Linked DNA regions of Bombyx mori: region 2 is linked to region 1. A link is a contact called in public Hi-C data. All regions are on one chromosome and are shown on one strand. Each heading gives the region's core, a stretch centred on a gene start, on an enhancer-like site or on the middle of the called end of the contact. The rest is flanking DNA. Distances are from core to core; before and after follow the strand shown. Region 1 holds the start of LOC101742530 (cubilin). Region 2 overlaps LOC101735454 (heterogeneous nuclear ribonucleoprotein Q).

Region 1 (4,805 bases), core at 944-3,443:
AAAGAGGAAGGAGGAGGAGGACCCCGCAGACATAATAGCGTGGATGACATATGATGAAATTATCATGGCCTAAAGAATAAAACACTAGTGTACTTGAGCTCATTGTGACACAATTGCTTTTAGTCTATGGTATCATAGACGCCTATGTGTAGGACCCAGCTCATCTAGTAGCAGAGACTTACTGTTATCACTCTAGAAGTGTCTAGAAAGTGCTCTGGGTCCACCTGATACCGTTTCGGTACTGTTGAATGCTTAGCGCTATAGCAGCTTCAGGCCGCTGAATTTCTCGCTCATTAACTGTTTAGCGAGTTGGGATTCCAATTCTTTGATTGATTCTTTTCCGAAGCCGTGGTTTGCGAACCATTTCCCTTTCAAGCTGCCCCTTGAGCTCGCCTACCCAACCTGGTGAAAAGCGGAAGACTCTGGATTTACAGCAGTCTTGCTGTCAGGCCAGTCTTGATGGAGGTCTCTCCATAAAAAAAGCTTAATGATACACCTATGGCCAAGGTCGGATTTAAAATTAATGCTGCTCCTGGGCACCGGAAAAAAATCTGCCCCAATACTGAAATTTTACTTTAACTTATAGTTTATATATTTTCTTCTTCAACTTTACTAGAAACCTTATTATAATATGTTATATATTCCAAAAATATGTATATGTTTTTTTAACAATTATGAATTTGGCACTAAAGCTGACTCACTAAGGCTGACATGAAAAAAATAATTAAATTTCTTTAATTCTGGTAAATAAAAAAATCGATTATTATTTTAAATCTCCAAGGAAATAAATTGATTAAACCAAATTCATTTAATCGTCATCAAATCATTTATCAAAAGTGCCAAAATTATAATTCACAAATAATGGATGAATTGAATTAAATCAATTAAATATTCACTTTCAAAATTTTGCCGCCCTAAAAAATTTGCCGCCCTGGGCACTTGCCCCGACAGCCCTTAGTGTAAATTCACCACTGCCTATGCCGGTTTTGAGCTCTCGCATGCAGCTATCAATTTTTCATACTTTCGTAACGAATATACACCACAGACTTGGACGGGCATTGTGTAACAAAAATCAAACACGCAAAAGAAATAGTTTGCGTAATTATTAGCGCGTTATGTAAGTCTCATATCTATTGTGATGCAGCTTTCCCATTCCTTAGGCTTTAAAGACTTCTTCGCCGTTAGCCAGAATGAAATAGCCAGATGGTGGTAGGTACCTGAATACAGATGTTTGCAATAAGTCTTATTTTAATAGCAGATTTAAAAGTAATATTCTGTGTTGATTAATTTATAAAACTTAGAATAAAGACTAGTATAATCCAGTTAGAAATTGCAGTTAGATTTATAATTTACTCTGTTAAAAAACATATTATGTAGAAAATTGGGAATAAAATTTAAACTGTCAAAAAAGATGTTTCATTGTCCAACAGACTAGCATAACTCATGAGAATAAAATATGAGTTACGTAAAAACTTGTACTTTTCTCTTTAAATTGTAACTATCAAAATGATAAATACGTTTGAAACGTGAGTAGGAGCTTTAAGTAGAGGGTCGGCTTTAAGAGATTAGGCATTCTCAGCTAGCAGCGTACGTGATTATATAATTTTGAATAACTTTAGTCAACAATCTCTGTATATTCACTTTGATAATTTCACCGGGATAAATGATAGTTAAGATTAAGTTTACAATTGTTATCTAGTTCTAGCTATGGTTTTAGGAGTAAGTGAGACATAATGTTTGAACATTTTATTCTTTGTGAGTGTTGTCTTCTCTTGACAAACATCAAACATACAATCTGTTATACAGTGACAAAAAAAGTTAAGTTAAATGAAGCTATCAAAAAACGCATATGCTACCTAGGTTTTGTTACCAATTACATTATTAGCTTAACAATAGTACATTTAATTTTTCACCATTTTCGTTTTTGTTTAATGACATTTAAATTGGATGTCAAGCGCTCTATATCTGAACAATCGTAATACACATCCAGCGTTGCTGACTTGAATAAAAGTGGCTAATAAATCAGCGTGCTATCCCAACGCTCATTGGAATGCTCTGCTACGCGCGGTATCTACACGAGGGAGTGTAATTTCGTCTTCTACGGATTTTAAGGTCCGTTTCTGAGCAAAACAAATAGAGGGTAGTTTTGAGCATGCGTCGAGTTATCGCACGCAAGCGCCGCGTCGCGCTCGCGGCAGTCGTGCGCCGTTCGCCGCCGCGGTAACACACCGCGCTTCTGTCTTCTACCGCGTTACATCCACGCGCTAAATGGCGCCCAACATGGGATATCACCTTTTCTGGTAAGTCGTTACATAATTTAAAAATTACGCTAAAATTCGTTAAGTGCGAAGCCTCGTTGAAATTTAAGACGAGAACTGCTTAAGTCTGAGGGCGTGGCTTGAACCGATGGAAGGGGGACTGAGTCGGCGTGCTGATACCTCCTGATAACGCTGCAGCCTACTGTCAACAAAACCTTGTATGGCATTTAGACTTTTACATACTTCTCCAAGTTCCAGTCGTCGGCAGTCAGAGGTTCATATTGATTTTCAAATCGCATACTTGAAGACAATTAAATGAATTGTGTCGGATTCTTTTTATTCAGAGGTGGTTGCTCACAATGAAAAAATGGCTTGAATCTTTTCTAAGCTAGCTATTCTAAGCCCACTACTTGTTTTAAATTCAATTAGTAGCTGTATTGCTCAAAAACATCCTAAAAAATTGTTTTTGTAATTCAAAATGGAACACGCACATGTAATAAGGAATATAATGATTAATTCGATTTTACTGTTTGGCGTATTTAAGTACTCTATCTTTTCCTATCTTATTGTATAATATATTGCATTTTTATGCTATATTTTATCAAAGCTACCAGTGGCCATCAGCCATTGGAAAACTAGACTTAAAATTTTTGAGATATAGGGCAGTAAACTTAGCAATACTCGATTTTTGTTAAGTCACTACGTAGTCGTCTCATAGTCTGAAGCAATGGGAACAATATTGGTTTCTTCGGTGAGTGTCACTGTATTATTATTATTATATTTTTTTTTTATTGCTTAGATGGGCGAACGAGCTCACAGCCCACCTGGTGTTAAGGGGTTACTGGAGCCCATAGACATCTACAACGTAAATGCGTCACCCACCTTGAGATATAAGTTCTAAGATCTCAGTATAGTTGCAACGGCTGCCCTACCCTTCAGACCGAAACGCATTACTGCTTCACGGCAGAAATAGGCGGGGCGGTGGTACCTACCCGCGCGGACTCACAAGAGGTCCTACCACCAGTGAGAATTGTAGAGTAAGAGTATTGAGAATTGAAGTTTATTCGTAAAGGGGATGAGAGATATTAAAGTACGAGTATTATATTTGTAAATCTACTATCGATACTTCTTTACTACTGCTGCTATCTGTCCGTATGGAAGTATCCGCGATTATAGAGCACCATTATAGAGCAGCATAGAGATTATAATTTTGGAATTGTCAACAATAAAAAGAACAGTAGGTGTGTTTGTGGCGGCACTTCCGAACAAATATCATTGTTTGAATTAAATGTTAGGCCGGATTAGTCTTAATAGCGGAGGTTAAGCTGCTGCTACTCTCTGAGGAATTCTTATGCTTCTCTACCACCTGGGATGCAGTAATATCGCTACGCATCTTCTAATGTAACTATTATATTCCTAAACATCGAATTGGTATGTAAGTGATATAGTGTTTTAAGTTTATATGTATACCTATTGATTGTATAAATGTAAATTTTTCTTCATTATCTAATAATAGATATAAAATAAATGTACCTGATTTATCCCTTTAGAGAATCTTCGAGCATGGCTCTTTCCATGACTCGTTGAGCGACCTGGAGCTGACGGAATAGCAGAACTTTGAATGTCCACGTCTTGGCTCTCTAAGTCATAAGCCATATGACGCACTGGTTGAAAGCTCTTGTTATCAGGCACTGTCGGATGGGTGACGAAGAGATTCCACTTAGTGAGCAAAATTCTGCCCAGCCCAGCTGGGACCCTCTCTTGGATTCCCTCTTAAAGTGGTTTTTACCCATCTCCAAGTGTGAGATGTACTATAATTTAACTTACTATAACAGATAACTTGGACAAAGTCCACCTGATGTTAAGTGGTTACTGGAGCCCATGGACATCTACGACGTAAATGCGCCACCCACCTTGAGATATAAGTTCTAAGGTCTCAAGTATAGTTACAACGACTGCCCCTCCCTTCAAACCGAAACGCATTACTGCTTCACGGCAGAAATAGCAGGGTGGTGGTACCTACCCGCTCGATCTCACAAGAGGTCCTACCACCAGTAATTACGCAAATTATAATTTTGCGGGTTTGATTTTTATTACACGATGTTATTCCTTCACCGTGGAAGTCAATCGTGAACATTTGTTGTGTACTAGGGTAGATTCTTGAATACCAAACAACATGTAGATTTGCTTGGAGCTGCTCAAGGTAATTGTTCATATATCCTTTGATAAAGCGACGATTGCTATTTTCGTGACAAACGTTAATGTGTGAGATGTGAGATAAAGTTACGTTCTCTCTTGATGATGGCCTCACAACTAAAAGGTATCAGGTGCGCCAGCGAGTCACGGAATTGCTTTTTCGGAGTACAAGCGTTGTGACGGATCTTGGGGGAAAATACTTGCTATCGATTAATACGACATTTTCTTCCGTATGACCGTGTATTTAGCACATTTACAATATTAACTTATGTAAAACTAAAAAACTACAACCGGTTCGCTTCACATATTATTTGACAAGTGTTTTTTCTTAAGACCGTGTTGCCAGACTCA
Region 2 (4,743 bases), core at 1,720-4,219, 120 kb after region 1:
GATTATTGTTGAATCTCTGATTAGTAAATAGTACCATTGTATGGTTCAACCATCACGTAGGTATAGATATGAGATGTGATTCAAATTTAAAAAAATAGAGGTCAGTAATAGTTGATACGACACACAAAGTTCCACTAAACGTAATAATGGTAGATAAAGAAAACAAACTGAACCGGGGGATTCACGATCTTGGTCCTTCTACGGAAAACTAAACCAAGTGACTTTGTTAAAATAGTTCTTCTTCGGTTCGTGGTTTGGATAATTTAACTGTATCTTTGTATGGAGCAGCAGTAGGCAGAAGCTCAACTCTGTTCCTGGCATTGCTGATGTCCATGAGCGACGGTGACCACTTACCTTCAGATGGGCCGTATGCTTGCCTGCCTGCTCGGGCAATAAAAAAAAACAAGGACGACCAATAAAATATTAGGGACAATTTGGCAAGCATTCGGTTAAAACAGCATTTTGTAGGCGAACTTTAAAACGGATAGTTTCCTTGTTGAACTAAGTTATCGAGCAACATGGACCCGTAAAAGATTGCAGAAAGGATTTTTAGATCAAACTTTACTTTTTGAAATCTTTCCTTAGCTGAAAATAATAAAAAGTCTGTACAATAATCATAATGTAATGGCGAATGTGTTCATAACAAAACCGCACATTACCGAAAAATTTGGTCAGAGACAAGTTATTTATGAAATAACCATAGAGTATGTTTTTGAAAATATAACGAAGAACTGAACAACTCAACACTCATGAGTAAAATTCAATAATAAACGAAATCGTTAATGAGCATCATCAAGAAATACTATTCAAAGTAATAAATAGTTTGCTCCTCGAGTTTCGTTAAGAGTATAAGCTATTTATTGTATAAGTCCGACATCCCGTTGAACCGTATAATGGCTTATAGAGTCAGGAGCGAGCTGGAAGTTGAACCAAAACCACATTCCCCCCCTTCTGGTAATTCATTAATAAAGTCCTTAATTTAGTTATAGGTACTAAATATACGACGAGATATATGATGGTTCTCATTGCGTCTTTGAACTTTTTAGAATTACTAGCTGACCCGGCAAACCTTGTTTTGCCAAACCTATAAATTATTTTTGGGATAATTTTTTTGTGTGGACCATCTTAACATTTAGGGGTGTGAAAAATAGATGTTGATCAATTCTCAGACCTATCCGATATGCCCACAAAATTTCATGAGAATCGGTTGAGCCACTTCGGAGGAGTTTGGCAACAAACACCGCGACACGAGAATTTTATATATTCGATTCAGATATATTTTATTTAGAGGCGTTGTAGAGTCACCGATACTATAGTACTATTGTACCCTACTTTTTTTAAGTAAACAAACTCTTATATGTTCTGTAAAGCCTCATTCACAAGTGACGTTCCAATCGCGACATCAAAATCACCAGCTACCCGCATACGTAACGCAAAATGGTCGGCATCGTCTAAAAATATTCAAATACCTTCTATCTAATTAAAATACGCATTTTAATCTATTATCTACTTAACGGTTACATTCCTATAATACGAAAATAAAAATAAATACGGCAACACTAACTGCATTTTTAATGTCGACTTTCGGCTGGCAACGATAATAGTCTTCGCAAATTTAATTATCGGTCCAAAACCAGGCTTGTTAGTAACCCGCACTCTTAAACTTTGTATAGTGTACGGTAATATTATATATTATTGCGTTCATTGATAATAAAGCGTGTGATAAGTGTCAGATAAAACAAATGTGTGAGATGAAGGGAAGGGACTCTTCGTTAATGCGTAAAGTTACAACACCCTGTATGTTAGTTAGTGATATTTAAAACGACCGATAACAGTAGTGCTATAGATCATTACGCAAATTAAGCGGTCACACATCAACAATTACGACATTTTCTGCCATAATTTTGCAAGCATTTACACACACATTTATCTGAATCGCGCGAGTGGACAAAAACCTCAGACATTTTTTTCGTTAGTAAAAGTGTTGCCAGAATTCAGTTCCAAGAATCCTGTAAAGGCATCTACTTTTAAGATTATTGGATATTCTCGGCAGTTTCCTCAAAAATATTACATGCTCTCTCTACAACATGCCGTAGCGTAATAAGTTTCACGCTAATCGTCGCTAAGTCCGTGTCTGTGTAATTCCTTCTAGATACTTAGCACCAAATTCCAATTATAACTACTAAAAAAAATTACTAAACATGGCAACACAATATCGTTACCAGAATAAAAAAAAACTACCAAATACTTTTACAAGAAAAAAAACGGTTGAACGAAACAATCAGGTACCTATTTCTATGCAACTATTTAGTTTACATAATCTACCAATCTATGGAACATATAAAACATTCGTCTAAGTCAGCGGTCGGGGAACCGGGGTAAATTACCCCAAATGAGATAAAATGAAATTTTGGGGGGTAAAAATGAAGCTTTTGTGAGTAGAAAGTATATATTGAAGTGAAACTTCTTTAGAATCGTGATTTCAAACTCGATGAAACGAAATAAAATGAAACGAAAAAATAATATTTTTTTTAATAATTATCATGGGGTCTATAATATGAAAGATGCTAAAAAGAAGCGATTGCGTTTTTTTTGTTCTTTGCCACAGGGTAATATTAACTTACACAAAAATATTTTGGGCTAATAATTAAAAAAGTTCCCCGAACGCTAGTCTAAGTTATAATAATAAAAAATTAGAATAATAAGAAATTTGGAATAATTCAGTTCTGTCGGTACCTGAGTGCCTCCGGTTAGGTCGTAGTAAAGTGAGTTGGCTCCTAGGCCGAGCTCGTCGTCCTGAGTGAGGCATTCACCAAGCGGGTCAGTAAGTCTTCTTAATACAAACGTTGCAACAACATTACTAGTGTTATTCAAGCGTTCCGAGCGACGGAGACGCTGGGGGGGTCACTTACAAAGCAAAGCACTACTACATGGTGGTGACAAGCGCGGCGAGATGATAAGCGGTGCCAACGAGGAATGTCAACGGACACGAAGCGCTAGGGGAGACGGGCGTGTTAGTCGGAGCGGCCTCAGCCATATAGACCTGATGGTGGCCCCCCGCGGCCCCCGCGAGCACGTCCGTCCGCCTTAGTATAATCACCACCGTCAGGCCTACACACTACCGTTTTACCGAGTCACTAACTCCATTCGAGGACAGGATTCAACAAAATCATTAAAAAGAAAAAAATTAAACTATTGATGATAAAAATTTGGCAACTCAAAAAAAATAAATCAATAGAACAATGATGAGTAGAGCGAGGAGCGACTAGTGACTAGTAAATAAGTGATAACATTAGTGAGTGTGTGTGGGGACCCACCGGCTGCGGTCTGTTGGGAGGCTGGCGGACGGCGGACGGTTGCGGCGGCCCCGCGTAATCAAAATAGAACTCATCGTACCGGTAAAACGGCTCATTGTAGCCACCTCGGTAATCACCGTATCCGTAATAGTCGTAATCATAATCTATAAACACACAACACAGGCCTTTTAGAGGCTAAGCTATACTAACGCTAACTTACAAGCTAGGGGGGCGGGCCCCTCCGCTCGGGAGCTACATGCATGGCCTACGTCCTCTTCGTAACACACACAACAATTACAAACTCGGATCGTCAGCAGACGACGCGGCCCACCACCGTGCCCTACTACCAGACACTTCTGAAACCGAATAAGTACATCAACTCCAAATGTTGCGTTCAAATGACGTTTTAGATATAAAAGCATGCGGTTCGGGGGGGTCAAGCTGTAAGTAATGTTATGTCGTTTAAATGATCGGTGCAGTTATACAGTTAGCCCTTCTAAATATAGTTTTAGGGAGTGAAACGTTTCTTCGGTTTGTCTATGAATTGCGTTAATCAGACACGCAGAGGTCGATCTAGCCAAGTCCTACGTCGGCTGGGCGGGCGCGGGTCGGCAGCGTTAGTAAGGGATGAGTGGCAGTGTGCGAGTGTCGCGCGGGGACCACACCGTGTTCACAGTTGGATAGTGTGAGTAGTGGCGGAGGGTGAGAGAGCACGTGTGTCGTCACATCGGTTAGTCGTTAAGTCCGCGGGCGACAGATGTCGCTGGCGGCGTGGTGCGTGCGGCACTGACCGTAGTCGGGGCGGGCGTGCTGCGGGCGCGGCGCCTGCTGCGGCGTGCGGCCCCGCATGGCGTGCGGCGGCGAGCACCCGCACCAGTCGAACCTGCGCAGGGCGAGCTCGTCAACGTCCCTCGACGATACAAATTCTCCAAATGCCATTTTAAATCATGCCTCATTTTTTTAACTGAATTCAGCCGAAACTTCACAAAAACTTATCAATTTTTTTATTGCTTATATGAGTGGACGAGCTCACAGCCCACCTGGTGTTAAGTGGTTACTGGAGCCCATAGACATCTACGATGTAAATGCGCCACCCATCTTGAGATAACAGTTCTAAGGTCTCAAGTATAGTTTCAACGGCTGCCCCACCCTTCAAACCGAAACGCATTACTGCTTCACGGCAGAAATAGGCAGGGCGGTGGTACCTACCTGCACAGACTCACAAGAGGTTCTACCACCAGTAGAATTAAATTCTTTGATAAACAACAAGCCAGAACTTTAAAGTTTGTGTGAAATTTTCAATCGACGCACACAAGACAAAATCAACGTATTTTAATCAACAGCTTTAAAGCTTTTAAAATAATTATTACGACCAACGCAAACAAGACTTTGTCTCGGCAGCGACATCCAATACTCAATTCGCCAGTTTTATATTCTCAACCAGAAA

What was found. Hi-C and Micro-C count contacts between places; a contact is called where the count stands out from the background.
Region 2: a Hi-C map of middle silk gland shows a contact between it and region 1, with 1.6 times the contacts expected there. The contact joins the enhancer-like site here to the promoter of LOC101742530 in region 1. A contact is called at or near these places in 2 of 7 Hi-C or Micro-C datasets (middle silk gland and midgut).

Annotation. Positions count from the first base shown.
Region 1 is chr6:13,731,870-13,736,674 of ASM3026992v2, forward strand. It overlaps LOC101742530 (cubilin), which reads left to right and starts at 2,194. Exons shown (of 17, transcript XM_038011587.2): 1 at 2,194-2,300.
Region 2 is chr6:13,854,247-13,858,989 of ASM3026992v2, forward strand. It overlaps LOC101735454 (heterogeneous nuclear ribonucleoprotein Q), which reads right to left. Exons shown (of 15, transcript XM_062669163.1): 11 at 4,088-4,179; 12 at 3,318-3,460; 13 at 2,737-2,796. Among protein-coding and RNA genes, the nearest start is that of LOC134199069, 11 kb to the left of the region's middle. Within about 2 kb of position 2,970, at least 4 of the 8 cell types and tissues checked have open chromatin away from gene starts, as enhancers often do.